Linked DNA regions of Sus scrofa: region 1 is linked to region 2. Evidence: chromatin contacts called from public promoter capture Hi-C data. All regions are on one chromosome and are shown on one strand. The core of a region is the stretch at or near the end of the contact, and the rest is flanking DNA. Distances in the headings are between cores, read along the strand shown. Region 1 holds the start of KDM8 (lysine-specific demethylase 8). Region 2 holds the start of KIAA0556 (protein KIAA0556 homolog).

Region 1 (2,700 bases), core at 194-2,693, 310 kb before region 2:
TTTCTTTTTTTTTTTCTGCCTTTTTTACAGCTGTACCCACGGCATGTAGAAGTTCCCAGGCTAGCGGTCAAATTGGAGCTGTAGCCCCCAGCCTACACCACAGCAATGAGGGATCTAAGCAGTGTCTGCAACCCACACCACAGCTCATGGCAACGCTGGATCCTTAACCCACTGAGCAAGGCCAGGAATCGAATCCGAATCCTCATGGATCCTAGCCGGGTTTGTTAACCACTGAGTCAGGAAAGGACTCCCTGTTATGTATACTTCTTGAAGAGGAACCAGGACCCTACCCAAGGCTGCACTGTTCTTTCTTAGACAGCTCCTTGTCTCTGAATCCCTTCCCCTCCCCATTACAACTGTTTGAACCTGCCCTTTGGGATTCAGGGAAGGCCACGGAGGCTGAAGCTTATCCCCTAAAAACAAGAAATGGGGCACACAGAAAGGCTTGTGCCCAGGAGCCCCACAGGGCCCTGCTCAAGTTCAGGTACAAATCTCTTGTCCCTGCTGTATTCAGAGCTGTGCCCCAACTCCTCTCCCCTACTGCAATCAATGCCCACCCTTCCCATTACAGCCATTCCCCTAAATAAAGCCTGCCTTATCTTAACGAATGTCACAAATAATATTTTCTTTGGAGTTCCCGTTGTGGCGCAGTGGTTAATGAATCCAACTAGGAACCATGAGGTTGCTGGTTTGATCCCTGGCCTTGCTCCATGGGTTTAGGATCCGGCGTTGCCTTGAGCTGTGGGGTAGGTCTCAGACGCTGCTCGGATCCCGCGTTGCTGTGGCTCTGGCGGAGGCAGGTGGCTATAGCTCCGATTAGATCCCTAGCCTGGGAACCTCCATGTGCCGCGGGAGTGGCTCAAGAAAATACAAAAAGACATAATAATAATAATATTTTCTTTAACACCAGTAAATGAATTTTCTTCTCCTTTCTACTCAGGTGCCAAAATCAGTATATGCAGAACTTCCGGTTGACTCTGATCAATGCTTCAAAAAGCCTGGTCCATTGGGAAACATGCTTAAAACCGAAACCCCCAGGGACGCCCACACCACTCAGCATCAAGGCAGCAGGGGGAGAAGTGAAGATCCCGACACTCTCACACACACACACCCCCGCCACTCGTACTGAAACCTTGGTCCTCCTCACTCTCACAGGCCACGGATGCAGCACTTCGGAGGTTCAAATTCAGGATCTGCGACTTCCCCAAAGCACAAGCATTTGGCTGGTCACTTTATTTCACTGAACCTCGGCATACCTCTTTGTAAAACGAAGAGAATAATCCTAGTTGTATGATTCTAGACAAAACGGTGGATATGAAGTTACTATGCACACAAAGTAATCGTAGTTGTTGCAGAGGAAATCACAGGTGTTAACCACAGGGAAAGTGAAACCAAGGAAGGGAAGAGCCCAACCCTAAGCTGTTGCCCCGCCCTCCGGCCTTTTAAACGGGGAGGGGCGGGGGCATCGATCGCTCGGCTCTCCTCTAGGCACTCCTTGGTGATCAATCGAGCTGGGAGTGATCGATATTCCTGGGGCAAGCTTCTTACACGGCGAGAGCCAGAGTATTCGGCCCGAAAGGACAAGCCGCCGGCCCCGGGGCAACTGGACACCATTCAAACTCGAGACAGGTGAGGTTGAGCAACTCGAGAAGGGCGGGCAGCTCTGACTTCTTAGAAGCTGAGGGGAAGGGTTGGGAGGGGAGGACGGCGCAGGCGTCATGTGAAGAAGCGAAGGAGGAAAGAACAGTCTCGCGCTTGCGCTTTGGAAAGCCCGGGGCGGCCCTTCAAAGCCGCGAAACTGAGCGGGGTGGGGGGGCTGTTGAGGAGGGAAGGATAGAGGCAGCGCATGCGTCCTGAGAACGCAGTTTAGCGGTTCTCTAATTCTCCAGCGCTGCCGGGGACGGGAAGAAAGGCTCCGCGCGTGCGTGGTGCTCTTCTTTCGCCAGTCATTTCGTTTTGCGCACGCCTGAGGCCAGACTGTTGTGCGCCTGCGCAGTTCTTGGTGCCGCGTTAATTGCGCCGCTTCTGCTATTTTTACCTGGTGTTGATACCGCTGTTGGTACTGGTGTGTGGTACCAACGCATACCGGTGTGTGTTTCTCCCTGGTTAGTAGCCGTTTACCATTGGTCTGGAGCTCAGCCCACTGAACACTCTTGAGCCATCGGGCCTCGAACGTGGACCGCAAAGTGAAGCCGCGGGGAGAGGCGCCAGGGAGGGAAAGGATGTGGAACCTCGCGGTGGAGGGTCGGTGGGGATACGTAGAGCTCGCCCAACCCGTTGGCCCTGGGGAATTCGGTGAGGCCTTTGCCTTCTGGAGGAAAGTGGTGTCTAACTTGATAGAGATTAACTCTGAGCATCAGTATCGCGTTGTGCCCCAGGGAATCCAGTAAAGATAAGTTACCGTGCTCAGCAGGGTTAGAGCAAGTCCAGGGACAGGAGGTGAGCCGGTGTTGGGGCCACATCGATGGCCTGAGCCCAAGCCTGTCTGCACTTTACAAAACTGGGCAGCCTGTTTCCTTAAAGTCAGATAGAGGCTGATGTATTATGGAAGGCGCTTTAGTTTTAAAGACAATTTAGGAGGAATATGGGATGACTGTGGTGGGGCTTTCTAGGCTTTATTTTATTTATTTATTTACTTATTTGTCTTTTTGCCTTTTATAGGGCCGCTCCTGCGGCATATGGAGGTTCCCAGGCTAGGGG
Region 2 (2,956 bases), core at 114-2,613:
GGATCTGGCATTGCCACAGCTGTGGCACAGGTCACAGCAGTGGCCTGGATTCCATTCCTGGCCCTGGAACGTCCATATGTTGCGGGTGTGGCCGAGGGAAAAAAAAAAAAGAGTACAGACTTGGGAGACAGATACCCTGGTTTTGAATCAACACTCAGTCACTTCCAATCTCCACGACTGAGGGACAGGTTACTTAGCTCTCTCCACCACTGTTTCCTCCTCTGCAAAATGGGGAAGACAACCACCTTCCTCGTGGAGTCACTGTGAGAAGGAAGTGGGTTCCATCTCCCAAAGCTCCCAGAACAAGATCTTAGAATAGTATCAGGCCATACCAAGAGCTAAATAAATGTGAGCTATTATTACTACTATTATTGTTGTGGTACAGCTGTCTGGTTGCCTTAGGCTCTCTAGGCCAGCAGGGAATGAATGTTCCATTAAGGCTGGTTAGCTCCACTGTCTGCAGCCTTTTTTTTTTTTGGGCAGCGCCCGCAGCATACCAAAGTTCCCCGGCCAGGGATCGAATCCCAGCCACAATAGTGGCAACGCCTAATTCTTAACCGCTGGGCCGCCAGGGAATTCCCATCGACTTGACTCTGGTCTCGCTCTTAAGAGCCTTCTGGCTCTAAAGCCAAGCTCCATTTAGAGGAAATACTCTTTGAAACCCAAAGAATATCCTCCCAGTCTTGCCCAATGCCACCCTAAACAGACACGAACATAATGGGACATCACCGAATCACCCCGAACTCCATCAGACGCCTGGGCCCCGCCAGGCCCGAGGGACCCCGAATCAGCCCTAGTCCGCGCCCCCATCGGACCGCGGGTCTTCCTTTCGCTTCCACTCCTTTCTCTCCGCTCCCGAAACGACCTGGACCCCTCCCAGCTCCATCAGACCCCGAACCCTGCCCTCGCCCGCCCACCCGGAGGGCCAGGCCGCTGACCGGTCCTGGAGCTGGAGATCTGGTCGTTCCCGAGGCTCCTCGTAGAAGCTGATGCCCGGATGCGTGGCAAGGGCCTGCCACAGAAACTCCTGCGTGTAGGGCTCCAAAGGCAGCGGGAAGGGCGGCACTCGTGTCTCCAGACGGCTCCAAAGCGCGGGCAGACACAGGCCATCAAGCCCCTCCAGGGCCACCTCGTCCAACAACGACTCTAGCGCGTCCATTGCTACTTCAGTTGGCTGCAGCTGCGGCGCCTGCGCACACGCCGCGGAGGGCCCTAGTCCATCGCGCCTGCGCACAACTACCAGCAGCCCGGAAGGCGGGGCGAATCCAGGGACTGGAGGAGGAGTTCCAGAGCACAGTCGTGACGTCACTCCCTTTGGGGCGGGTTCATTGCGTAGAGCTCCACCGCCATTGGTCGGGAACTCCGCAGTAACCAGGGGAACTGCAAACAGTATAGGGGCCGCTTCCGGTGCGAGCACCCGGAACCACCGCCTCCAGGGATGGACGGTGAGTGTCCGTGGGCCCCTCCGGGGGGTCTGGCAGTTACTCTCCCTTCCCTCCTGAGGGCCCTCTGGGAGGAACCCTAGGCCACAGACAGCTGGACCACCGCTGCCTGACCCAAGGTGGTTTCTGTCTGAGGGAAAGGGAGCCTTAGTGTTCCAGGGTGGGAAGAAGAGACTGGGGGGAGTGGTCAGTGATTTGGTCGCTGTGCTGCCTGTCGTCGTTGTGGAACCCGGTGCTGTCCGGGGAACCTCAGTGAAGAGGTTTTGTGTGGGAAAGAGAAATAGAGGACTGAGGGGAATTTTGTGTATCCTGGGATGTGGAGCTGTGGGACATGGGAGTTGGTAAGGGGGAAAGCGTCGTCGTGAGTGCAATCATCAGCTGTCGACAAATGGGACTTGGTAAGGGGGGTAGGGGGAGACTAGGGAATACTCTCTTTCTGTGCTTTGCTGCTTAGAATGGTTCAGTGCCGGGAACTCTGTAAGAGCTGTCGGGCAACTCGCTAAGCTTCCTAACAGTCTTTGGAGGTCAGTGTTATCCCATTTTACAAACGAGGACACTGAGGCTCAGAGAAGTATCTTGCCCCAAATCAAAGTCATCAAGTGACAGAGTGAGGAAGGAGCCCAGACACAGTCTCTTGGGTTTTTTTGTTTTTTGTTTTTTTTAAATGGGTTTATTACAGAGGTTGAGACTTAGAAGTGATTTTAGAAGGTCTTCATTCCAAACGATGCAAATGCAGATGTTTGCAGGGGCAAGTCTAGTGGGCTGGACTGGGCTATGACTGAAAGTCAATTTCTTTTCTGAAAGGGAAGCTTCTCACTCAGCTCCAACCAATTATTTTCCCACGGCACTTCTCCAAATGTCATTATGGCCAATCAGGCTGAAGGTCAGATGCAGCCTGTGGGCCACCATTTAGGGATTCCAGATAAGAATCCTAGGATTGACAATGAAAGCAATCCAAACATAAGCTACTCTGAAAGCTCATTTTATAAATGGGAAGACTGAAGTCTAGAGAGACGGGTAGAGTCGGCTGGAATCCACATCCTTTTCCTCATTATACTCCTGTCCCTCACTTCTGGGAAAGTTGTTCCTTTGTGATATCCACTTAATGCGTTATGGGAAAAAATGAATGGAACAGTCTGTTCTGTGCTTCAAAGACATCATTGCCCTTTGTACTTCAGAGGTACTATAAAATGTTATTCACAGGTTTGCCCAGGTCATTGTCCCGTTGCTGTAAAACAGCAGTACTCAAATCTTTCTTTGGTCTCAGGATGCCTTTATGCTTTTACCTCAAAAGAGCTTGTGTATACTATGCCTATAATATTTACCACATGAGGAATTAAAGCTGACAAAATCTTAAAACATTTATCATTTATCAGTTCATTTAAAAATAATAACATGGAGTTCCCGTCATGGCACAGTGGTTGGCGAATCCGACTAGGAACCATGAGGTTGCGGGTTCGATCCCTGCCCTTGCTCAGTGGGTTAAGGATCCGGCGTTGCTGTGAGCTGTGGTG

What was found. Promoter capture Hi-C pulls out the DNA fragments that hold promoters and counts their contacts.
Region 1: a contact with region 2 is called in a promoter capture Hi-C map of liver, with 4 times the contacts expected there. The contact joins the promoter of KDM8 here to the promoter of KIAA0556 in region 2. A contact is called at or near these places in 1 of 5 promoter capture datasets (liver), 1 of 47 Hi-C or Micro-C datasets (liver) and 1 of 2 datasets of contacts at active chromatin or transcription factors (alveolar macrophages).

What each region holds. Positions count from the first base shown.
Region 1 is chr3:19,674,950-19,677,649 of Sscrofa11.1, reverse strand. It overlaps KDM8 (lysine-specific demethylase 8), which reads left to right and starts at 1,443. Exons shown (of 10, transcript XM_021086445.1): 1 at 1,443-1,629.
Region 2 is chr3:19,366,674-19,369,629 of Sscrofa11.1, reverse strand. KIAA0556 (protein KIAA0556 homolog) reads left to right here and starts at 1,363. Exons shown (of 30, transcript XM_021086440.1): 1 at 1,363-1,445. The coding sequence starts at 1,439. GTF3C1 (general transcription factor 3C polypeptide 1) reads right to left here and starts at 1,271. Exons shown (of 37, transcript XM_005662065.3): 1 at 939-1,271. The coding sequence starts at 1,159.